Regions from separate parts of the Manis pentadactyla genome. Here region 1 is linked to region 2. A link is a contact called in public Hi-C data. All regions are on one chromosome and are shown on one strand. Each heading gives the region's core, a stretch centred on a gene start, on an enhancer-like site or on the middle of the called end of the contact. The rest is flanking DNA. Distances are from core to core; before and after follow the strand shown.

Evidence for each region. A called contact is a pair of places that touch in the nucleus more often than the background predicts.
Region 1: a Hi-C map of skin fibroblasts shows a contact between it and region 2, with 6 times the contacts expected there. The contact joins the promoter of CHCT1 here to the promoter of ZNHIT3 in region 2. A contact is called at or near these places in 2 of 3 Hi-C or Micro-C datasets (fibroblasts and skin fibroblasts).

What each region holds. Positions count from the first base shown.
Region 1 is chr4:154,560,206-154,566,031 of mManPen7.hap1, forward strand. It overlaps CHCT1 (CHD1 helical C-terminal domain containing 1), which reads left to right and starts at 3,505. Exons shown (of 6, transcript XM_036910996.2): 1 at 3,505-3,555; 2 at 4,680-4,781; 3 at 5,061-5,236; 4 at 5,690-5,789. The coding sequence starts at 3,505.
Region 2 is chr4:154,248,452-154,253,932 of mManPen7.hap1, forward strand. ZNHIT3 (zinc finger HIT-type containing 3) reads right to left here and starts at 4,134. Exons shown (of 3, transcript XM_057501262.1): 1 at 3,969-4,134; 2 at 3,822-3,853. The coding sequence starts at 4,054.

The DNA of each region.
Region 1 (5,826 bases), core at 2,255-4,754, 310 kb after region 2:
CTTTGAGGGGAACATGTTACAAATTTGGAGGTGACATTTTTTTCTCTCCAAAATCCTTCCTAGCTCCAATATTCATTGCCAATACAATCCTCTCCTGCTCATCAGCCTGAATCCCATCTGAGGAAAGAACACCTTCCAGAGACAGATGAGTGGAAATCATTAGGCCCAGCAATTTGACAGGAACACAGAAGCTTGCATATATTTAACTGTTTTGAAACATGCTCTGAAGTTCTGAGGATGCCATTCTGCAGTGTTATTTTGATAGCCTGACAAGTTATTTTTAGAGTACATGAGCCCCAAATTAAAACATTGCTAAAAAAAAAAGTGAAATTAAACCAAGCCTCCATTAAATGGAAAACTACAGTAAATATCAGATAGGAGTGAAGAAAAAGTACCAAACATTTTTGAGAACTATTTTGAGAGGAGAAGAGCTGAAGAGATGCTCCGGCATGTAGAAATGGGCCTGGGTCCTGCCAGATAGGGGAGAGAAAGACCTCCCACCTGCAGGCCCTGTCCTGACAGCTCTTATCCTTTATTAGGAGAATGCTTCCTTCCCCCTGGGTGAGGGCTGGATGTAGGCTGTTGGCAGGGGATGCAGTCCTTCAGAGGTACTGGACATTGTCAAGGATCTCATTGGTCTTCTGCTTAGTCCCTGGTTTCTTGGGTTGGGTCTGGGATATGGTTAGTTAGTCCTAAAACTCCCAGGCCTTCTTCCTCCACTTGTTTCTCTCCAGACTCATTAGTCTTCCTGGCATTTCTCACACTATTTCCATTTGAGGCTTCCATGAAATCAGATATAAAGACCCATCTGAGAAGCCACTGTTGGGAAGGTTCACACCCTTATCAGTTCCTAACTTCTTTGAGGCCACAGACGTCTCTGATTATCTGATGAAGACTATGGTCCTCAAATACAATTTGCTAGTTAAGAATTTTAAAGGGGTTGTTGATTCCCTCAAGCCCAACCCATGTTAAGAGATTCTGCCTTCCACAGTAATTCAAGCCCTAGTGGCCTTGGAGTGGCTTTATCCACTGAAGTCAGGGCATACAACAAGAATTTTGTGAGCTCTATCATGTGCACTGGGGATAAGGGTGAGACATGATGAGAAGGAAACTGGCTGGTCCCATCAAGGAACATGCCAGCCTGCATAAAGTGGAGGGTGGACAAATTAACACCCCCACCATCTCCACCCCCACCCCACCTGCCTAAAGTACATGGTACATAGGGTTTTCAAATTAAACATTGGAGGAATAACTCTGTTGAATGAGTTGACTTGCCCTGTAGAGTCATTTTACACTGACTAATTGAATTCTGAAGGATGTTTCCTAAAGGCAATGGATTTTTGTTTTGTCTTAGTTAATGGTTGAATATGGAACCATTAATTCCTGGCTGCTGACAGGTTCAACTGTCTCTTCAGGCTACTCCCTAAGGTTGGTAAGAAACCATTATGGGAATAGGGCAGGCAACCAGAGTCTAGGACTTGCTGGAGGCTCTGAGAAGGAAAAGAAGGGGTGGAGCGGGGTGAAGGAACAGGCAGGGACGGATAAACCTTGAGGTTCTGACGCTTTTTTCCCCCTTCTGAATTGTAGGTATTATTTGGGGCAGGAGAGTATATTTGAATTGAATATATATATTCAATTCCTTGTTTTTTTTTACTGTTTTTTTCCAGTCTTCGTCCATATCCTTGTTCACTTATGTAAGTATGAGTTACAATGTAATACTCTTTTATGCTGTTTTTAAACTAGCATTTATAATGTTTTTAATTCCTTACAAGTAACTTTTAAAAACATAGCTGCCCTTTCTGACTGTAAATGTAAAACATATTATTTTTAAAAAGGCAGACAATACGCAAAGAAAGTGAAAAGTCGCCCTTGAGATTTTGAAAGGTATCCTTAAAGACTTTTTTCTGTGTATATATAAATACATACTTAGAAAAATATATAATACCATACAGTTTTCCATACAGAGTAATTTAAAGTTTAAATTTTTAATTAGTATTATATAGAGTAGTATTTTAATAATTCCTATTTTAGTAGTAAAGTGTTTTTAAACATTAATTTTAACTTTAATATTTCACAGCATAGTACTTTTAAGTATGGGTGTACCACAGTTTAACTACCTTATCCTATTGATGACGCTTCAGTTTTTTCCAAATTGTCACCATTGTAACAGTCCTGCTACATCCATCTTTCCTTAGCACAAATTCCCAGACGTAGAATTTGTGTGTCAAAGGGAATGCATAGTTAATATTTTGCATTACCTTGTTTACCAATTCCCACTCCCAGCAGAAGAGTATAAGAGAGCTCCTTTCTCCTCACTCTTGCCAATTTAATTATTCTTCTTAATGGCAGCAAAATAATCCTGAATTAATGGTCAGAGAACAGACCTTTCCGTTTGGAGGTAGAGCCACAAGCGTCCTGCCGCGCCCCAACGCGGCGCCTGCAAAGGCCGGGTAGGAAGACGGCCAACCTGGGTGGGGAACACGGGACGCCGGGCCCAGAGCACACAGAGGCGAGGGCCGCGGCGCTCCGGGTGGCAGGCGCAAGCGCGGGGAGCGGACGCGGGCCGCCCGTCCAGCGCCGTCGCCGGCCGCGCGCGCTGAAGGACGCGAGGGGCAGCCGGAGCCGCGCTGGGGGCCGGGCGGCGGCTGGGACCCGCCCCCGCGCCTCAGCGGACGCGGAGGCCCCGCGCGCCTCAGCGGCGCCCCCGGTCCCCAGAAGGACCGCAGTTCGGCCCAAACTTCCGCACCCCCCCTAGTGGCCGCCGGCCTGGGACACCGTGCGGGCCTCTGCATCTCGGCTCCTCTTCTGTGGAATGGGATCGCTACGGGTACCTAGCCCCGGGAAGACTGTTGCGAGGGTTGACATAATACACGGTGGCTAGTATTTTTGTACCCCTCCACCCCCGCAAAGATACCTCCAATGCCGTCATCCAACACCCACCACAACTGGCTTATTAACTTCCTGGAGGCCACAGGTGGGTAGAAGAGCTCTATCTCGGGAGATTTACTGTATTCCATTTTCTCAATGCACCCTCTAGCCCTTAGTCCCAAATCCCGAGAGGAAAGTTACAAACCCCGGTCCCCCGTCTCAGGAAGCGCACGATGTAACGGGGGTGGGGGGGAGGGGAGGCCTGAATGGTACTCACGCGAGAAAATTACCTCACAAGCCGTACCAGGGTTCAAAATCAACAGCAACTGACAGTTCTCTCGGGAGAAGGGGTACAGCCCATCCCGACCGGCCGGGGGCTCCGACAAAGTTCCAGCTCTGCCTCGCACATCTTCCTCACGCCCCCCGTCCAGCTCCCAGTTGGCAGGCGACGGCCGGCGACCACCCTAGGAACGGGTGGGGGGGGGGGCTCTGTGTTGACAGCTGCCACGGTTTCCCTCCGCGTTCTGGAGCCAACCCGGCCGGTCCCTGGGTCACCTGGGTCACAGAAGCAGCAGGTCAGCAGCCTGAGGGGACATGAGGAGTGCCACTCTGGAGCCCACCAGTGCACCTACTGAGATGGAGGCCTCAGATGGGCGAGAGGGTGAAGGGGACGAGCCTCTAGAGAAGGTGAGGGGGCTGGGGATGTGAGGGAGGGGAAAAAGGAGAGTCCCTGAGGGCCGGTTTTGGAAAGCAGAGAATAGGAAAGTCAAGGAAGAAGAGAAGGAAAACAATGATGAGGTACATGAGTTAGCAAGAGACTAAAGGAACAAGAGAAGATGAATTCATTCAAACAGATGTTTATCAAGGACATGTATTCCTGGACGTGATTGTTGGTTGGTTATGAAGAGACAAGGGCCCGTGTGTATGTGTGTGTGTGTGTGTACATGGTTGTGTGGTGTGGTGGTGTGTTAAAGGAGGTGATCACCTAGAGTCCCCTCTCTCTGGGGCCTAGAGAAGCCTGTATCCCATACCCTCTCCGTCTACCCCCATCTTTTTTCTTGGTCTCTGCCTTCAGGGTGGTCTGGGCTTGGATCTTTCTTGTTCCCCTGAACACAAGCAGGAATTAATGCCCATTTTTCTGAAAGTCTTTTAAAAGGTCAGGTGCAAACCCAGCCATGTCAATCTAACCCTGTACTCTTGACTTCAAGTATTATTTTGGTCACTCCATCTTCATTAATTTTCAGCCTTTTTTGCCCCACTTTTGCCCAGAAATTTCCTTCTCGTGATTACTATCACCATCACATGTTTTTCTGAGTACCCAGTAGGTAGCATGACATGATGCTAAAGGTTAGGGATACAAAGAGGTGGGCCTGGGAAGTGGATACTCAATAAATGTTTACTTGGTGGATGAATTAATGAATCCCTGCTCATTCTCCCAAGGAGTTAATTAAATCTCTTGCTGCCTCAGTGTTCTCATCTATAAAAAGGGATAATGATATCTAACCTCACAGAATTTGTGGTAGAATAAAACGAATGTTTACCAAGTGCATTGCGAAGTTTGTTAGTATACTATGCTATGATTATTATCAAAGAAATTGGGGGAACATTCTAGAATTTCTCAGCAGGGATTCTCAAAAATGCGTTTCTTTGCCCAGGGTTCACTCACCTCAGGGCTGGGTCAAGGAAGACGTCATAGGGAAAATGGAGAAGGACTTTGACTGGCATTTGGACCAGTGGTTGCCCAGCACTGCTGCCCTTCAGGAGCAGCAGCCTAAGCCCCCCAACCAACCACTGCCCCTGCCTCCCCACAGGTGGAAGATGTACCCTACTTAGAGGAGAGCTTCAGCACCATCCCTGCTAGAGTGTCCCTGGTGTGCCATGCCAAGGGCCTCAGCCAGGACGCCTTCAAAATTGTGAGTAACAGGCCAGCTCAGGACCCAGGTCCCTGCTCCACACAGGTCAGGAGACCTGGTTCAGCAATTGGTGGGCCTCAGCCCATAGCTCGCCTCCCCACTTGCCACACTCTTGGGAAGGAAGTGTGTAAGAGGTTGACTACAACCTCCTCATCTAACATGTGTGCCCCTTCCTAGGCCACAAGGGCTGCAGCTGAGCCAACCTGCTGGTTCCTTGGGGCTGCCCATCTGCCTCTTCTTTTCTCCAATGGCCTCTCACTTCACCTGTTGCCTCCTCAGTGTAAAGAATACCTAAGGCCACTGAAGAAGTTCCTGCGAAAGTTGCACCTGCCCAAGGACGTTCCTGAGAAGAAGCAGCTAAAGTACATGAAGCAGAGCCTGGTGGTCCTAGGGGATCACATCAATGCCTTTCTGCAGCACTACTGCCAAGCCTGGGAAATCAAGCACTGGAGGAAGTAGGGCAGCCTCCTGGCCCTTCCCATCACACCCACTCCTGGGCCCCTCCCTCTAGATTTGAGGCCACACCTCAGTCAAGATCCCCTAGTCCTTCATCTTTCTGTGAAAGAGTCAGGATCCTGAAGTGAGCATGGTAAAGAGGGGTGGAGAGAACAGGGTCCTCTAGTCACTCCAGCATTGATATACCGTGGCTGTCCACACAGTGCAAAGAGCTCTCCTGACCCTGAGGAGAATAACCTCTGATTGAACAACTACCAGGTGGTGGGGGTGCTCATCACCAGGACAGGATGTTCCAGGCTTGGCAAACTCCATTTCTTCATGCCTCCAACAAAACACAAAGAAGGCAGCAGTGCGTGGTCCATTCTTCCTGGGTGGGTGCCCGCCACAGGACAAATGCTGGAGGGAGAGGGGCTGTGCTCTGCCTTCCTCAGCTGTGGGTTTCTCCCCTGCAGGATGCTCTGGCGATTTGTCTCCCTCTTTTCAGAACTGGAGGCGAAGCAGCTCCGCAGTCTCTACAAGCACACCAAGAGCAACCAGCTGGCCAAGTTTCTGGTGAGGCTCTTGGGAGAGCTCCTCCCGGGCCCAGCTT
Region 2 (5,481 bases), core at 2,884-5,383:
ACAGATTCTTATTTTTGGTACTGTTACAAATATTTTAGCTTTATGTCATTCAAGCTAAAAATATATTTTACCAGTACAGATAGAGCAACAATGGTAAGTTGTTGACATGTTTTCTTCACAGGCATGAAGGTTCTTGGTGAGGACAGTTATACCAAATACTTGGCGTGACGTTTAAGCAAGTGCTTGATCCCCGTGAAGCAGGATTGGTAGCAGTGAACTGACACATCTGTATGGTGCCTGAGTTCACAAGTCTGCTCACAGCTCTCCACAGCTCAGCTCCACCCTTAGTCTAATCACTACCACAGGACTGGGTGCAAAGCACTTAAGTCAGCCTGACTGTGAAATGGGAAGAATCAAAGTAATGACCACCTTTAGGAACTCTTCCACCCATTATTTACACACCTATAACTGCTATAAAGACTCGCTGAGCTGTCCTACAAAATGCTGGGCATATTAACAGCCACATCCCCTTAAAAAGTCAAGTCCTGGGATTACCCAATCTGCATTAATGGCTGGATTGTAAATTGAGCATGAGGGACATGGGAATAAATGCAGCCCTTGACCTACAGACTGGTGAGAGAAATTGCCATAAAATGTGATAAGATATTATAAGGCACCATGGGAAGCTGCTATAGAAGTGCCTAATTCTGAGTGAGGGAGTGAGAGAGACAAAAGGTCAAGAAAAGTTTAGTTGAGGGAAGAAAAACTGAATCAAGCCCTGAAGGAGAATTTTGCTCACTCACAAAGCCAGCAGGAGGATCCCAATGGCCTTACAGCAGGGAGGAGTGGAAGCCCTGGGCGCCCACAGAATCATGTGGCTGTGGGAAGGGTTCTGCCTGCCATGACAAACTAAGAACTTCAAAAAATTACATTCTACACAATAGATTACATGTATCTCAATAGTTGACAAAGGAATGAACAAGCACAGCATAGGCTTACCTAAATTCTTTAAATTCTGCAAAGAAACTCTGTCTTCTTCCTCATCACTATTGAGAAAATCAGCTATAGAGTCATCGTCATCTAAAGAATATATAACACAATCAGCTGTTTGTGACTAAAATGAAAGCCGAGGACCAGATTTTACCTACTCTAATAAACATGTGCACATATACAGTAACAGGTGTGTAAGCAGGCACAGACAAAACAAAAATAACCTCTTTTCTCTGGAATTTTGTGACTGCACAACACTCTTAGGGAAGTAAGTGAAAGAACTGGTGGGTCTAACAAATGCATCTAAGTATTCACACACTATGTTTCTCTGTGGTCTTTGGGCTTAGAGCCTGACTCTAATTCTTATCACCCTACTTCCCCATTATGGCTCCAGCCCTGTTATGGGCCAAAAACTTAGATGCTCTATAAAAACCCGCCAATGTGAATCGCCTGTGCTTTCAGCATGGACAAATTTCTGGCACTGCCTGAACCCAACAAGCTTCTCAAAGGGCAGAAACGGGCGATCCCCTTGGTGTGAATGTTCAATACTTCTGGTGGCACCAGGAGGGGTTGCTTTCAGAGCCTGGCATGGTGCATGACACCCATAAGGTATTAAAGGAGAGGTTGGCTGGCTGGCTGGGATGGCAGCCCGCACTCCTGCTATAAGCTATGAGAAACCCAGAGCAGCAGCAGGCGACCTAGGCCACAAGCAATCTCCCTGCTGGACCCGGCTCAGGTGAACTGACAGCCCCAGCCAGGCCCATGGCTGTAGACCTGAAAAGCCGTGATTGAAGACTCCCAACAGCAAGGTCCACCCCTCAGCCCCAAACCACCACTTTGGCCTTTCTCCCATCTGCTCCCATACTTCTTGTCCTGAACACTGGCTTCAGGCTGCTCTGCAGTACCCCCCCACCTCCTGACGACAGGTGCCCCCACTCCTGGTGCTCAGGGCCAAGGCAGCTGCTGCTCCCTAATGAACCCATCATTCTCCACTCCCTGCCCCAGCCCAAGTCTCTTCTTTTCTTCCAATGTTTTCTATTTGAACCCTTTCCCAGGTTTTGTTTGTTTGAAGTCAGTTAACCCACCTTCATCTTCCACAGGCTTTATACTTATTGCAATAGCAGCTGATCTTATTTTTTTCCCACCAGGTTGAGTTTCAGGATTGCACTGCTCTGAAAGAGACACAGATCTCAGGTGCACATCACCTCCATCTGAGTGACAAGGTGGCACCTCCCCACCAAGGCAGCATCTAGGTGGGAAGTGTATGTGCAGGGTAAGGGCTATGAGTGGGGTGGAGATGGATAGAGAGAATGTGAAAGATCAGATCAAGAGGCAGTATAAGAAAAAGAACAAGCCATCATGGGCCTGGTGGAAGGGCTGAGGGAACAGACCTCATGCATCTGTAGGGTCTGTCCCAATCCTCACTGTCCTAATTGTGGCTTTCACCACAATTAAGTGGCACACTATTTTCAATTAGCATCAAACCATTTTCTCAGCAGTTTCAGATAACAAATTTGCATGCACCATGTGCTACTGGGAATACACATGTGAAAGTCCTCAGGCCCCTCTCAGAGGGGTTCAGTCTTATGGCTGACAGCTAGAGATACGGATAAAATGAGTCTGATCTAATTCATGTGAGAAAGCCAAGAAGCCAACCAAGAGGAGTCTGGCAGGGAGAGGTGTTGCCAGGTGGAAAGTGCATTCCTGGCAGAGGGGTCTATAGCAGGACCCGACCCTTGAAAGAATAGGGGCAAATGCAAGGAGACGGTGATGAGCAACTGCCAGCTGATTAGCAGGGCAGGCCTGGCAGGTGGCTGGGGCACAAGTAGAAGCAGCAAAAGACCACAACACAAGGGAGGTTCACCTTTCTTCCAAGACAGAGTCTCTCAGCAAGGGTGCTGCTGTGCTAGGGCAGAAAGGTATTTAATGCTGTAGGATAGTCTGACTCCCGCAGGATGTCTGAGTCAATACCAGTTAACCTCAGTACGGCCAACCCCTCCTCAGCGACAGTGACAACACAATGTGACCCTCTGTCTCCCTAGAAAGAGCAATACCCAGGTTAACAACCACTGACCTCCTTTGCTAGAGAAAGGGGTTTTCAACGTGGATGTGAATTACTCTAATTTACATTTCAGAAAAATCACCCTGGCAGTAGCAGGACCAGATAGTTAAGAGCTCCTGCCTGACCTAGGGGTTCGTGGAGCGTCCTCACAGGGCTGCAGGGCGAGAGGGACGTGGTCCAGGCACGGCTCCCCAACCCCATTTCCAACAAAGCAGTTCTATCTATCTTGAGCGGAAAATGCTCCGGATACTCAGGTTTAAACAAACAAACAAAAAAAGGGCCAAAGACCGGAGGGGATGAAGTAGAAGCAGCAATGGGGAAGTTTAATGTCAGAGTAGGAAGCATGAGGTAGTGGAAAGGGTCCCCGGGGACTGAGACCAAGTGCGGGATTGGAGAATTAAAATGTAGACCTGACAACATTAACAGCATCGCTCCTTGCAGTACATCATCTCTCTAATGTACCTCACTGTTCTAACAAGACATTATTTAAAAAAAAAATAAAACATTAACTTTAGCCATCCAGCTTCTTCCAATGAGGGGCTGCGTCAGAATACTAAGATGAAGAAACAGCCAGGATCGACTTTTGCTGTTAGTCAAGTCGTCGCCTATTTTTAAAGTTAAAAAAAAAAAGGACGGTACATAGAAGGAAAGTCAGCGCAGAAGTTTCTGAATGTTCAAACTCCGGAGATGCTCTCACAGGCAGAGGCCCTCCCACAGGATCGGGCGGGCGAGGCCCGGAGGGAGCGCGGTCCCGAGACGCCGGTAGGGAGCGGGGGCTGCCCCGCACGGGGCGCGGCGCAGGGCTGGGGCAGGGACACCGGGGCCTTACCTTTATGCTTCCGGAAACAAGTCACCGAACAGCTGTAACAGAGTGCAAGGCCTGCGTCAGCTCCGAGGGCTACGCGGACCCTCCCGCAGCCCCGCAGCCCCAGCCAGGCCCAACACTCAGCCCCCCTCCTCGCCCTCCCGAGCTCACTAAGGCATGCGGCAGGCGGGGCAGCGGTATTTGGGTTTCTCCAAGCATATCACGCAGACGACGGTGCTACAACTGAGCGACGCCATGTCTTCTCCGGGAACAGGCCCCCACCCTGACACGTCTGGGCTGCCTCGGCTCCCACGTGCACTTTTCTCCGTTTCCTCACCAGGACCAATCGGTGAGCAGCACTTGCTGGCAGTCAAAGCAATGGATCGAGCCTGCTCATTGTTCCAGGCTCGATAAGTTAAAAGTCGATACACTCGATGCGCATCCAGTACGCTTTCTGGGATAGGTCACGTCGTGGAAGAATTATGTAGCCCTGTCCCTGCCTCTGCGTGGCCGGGTGACTTGGAGCAAGTCATCGTCACTATCCGGTTCTGTTCCACCGCATGTAAAAAGAATTCGTGGGATTAAATGCCCTTTACTTTCTGGCTTGGATTTTCTGAATCTCACACCAGCATGGGGTTCTCCCCGCAAAAAAACAAAAAAGTCCAGACACTGGCCAAAGTAGAATCCATTAGGTCACGTGTTCTTCCCAACCTGGGCCATTTTTCTCAACAGGAAAGAAAGATGGAAAGTTTGGCCATGACAAATATGGACAAATGTTTCTTGAGCTCCGTGAGCCCTGCCCTGCTAGACGCTGGGCTGGGAGGCTACCTGGGGAGTAGCAGGCGCAGTCTCTGCCTTCTGGGAGCTCAAGGCTTATAGTGCAGGCAAGATGGAAAGGTGGGAGGGAAGAAACTCAGTCTCAGGGTCTTGCTGGTGCTAGCCTGCACTTTTTACATCCTAGGCTTCCCACTTTTCCTTAGTCCCAGCCAGGGAACAGATGAGTGACCAATGGCCCAAAGGTGGGTATCCTGGCCTAACAAGTCCAGACAGGCGAACTATGATGGGCCTTGAATGCCACCTCAGGCTTTATTTAGGAATAGACAAAGCTATGTTTTATTGGGAGCCCTCCTCTTCCTCCAAGCCCTGAGGACGGCCAGCCTAACCAGGGCTCCAACCCCACATGCACAGCTGCACCCCTCCTGCTTCAATGTCCAGGAAGGGAGGTAGCTCAGCTGTGATGGCAATGAGGTTGGTAAACCACCAAGAAGCCAAGGAAACCAGTACAGCTCCTCTGGACAGTGACTAGTTAAGAGAAGAAAGGCAGATATGACTCCAGGACCAACAACTAAATGTCCACATTGACGAAGTCGCCCTTGGCCGCACCTTGGCCCTCCCTGGACCGCTACCATTCTGGTCCCAGAAGCTGTCTAAGGCTGCCTCGTGCCTATTTGGCATCAGCCTGAGGCGTAGTGCTGGACTTGGAGGGAGTCTAGGTAACACGCCAGGCAGAAAGGTTTCGGAGCTCCGCCGTCTGGCAGGCAATGTCCAGCTCATTCAATCCCAGGCCTGGCGCCTAGCACCGCCAGAGGGCGCTCCAGGCCGAGACTGGCTCTGGTGTACCTGGAGCTTCAGCGGAACCTGAGCGAGCTCTCCCCGACACGGGGCGGAAGACGAGGCTGTCTCG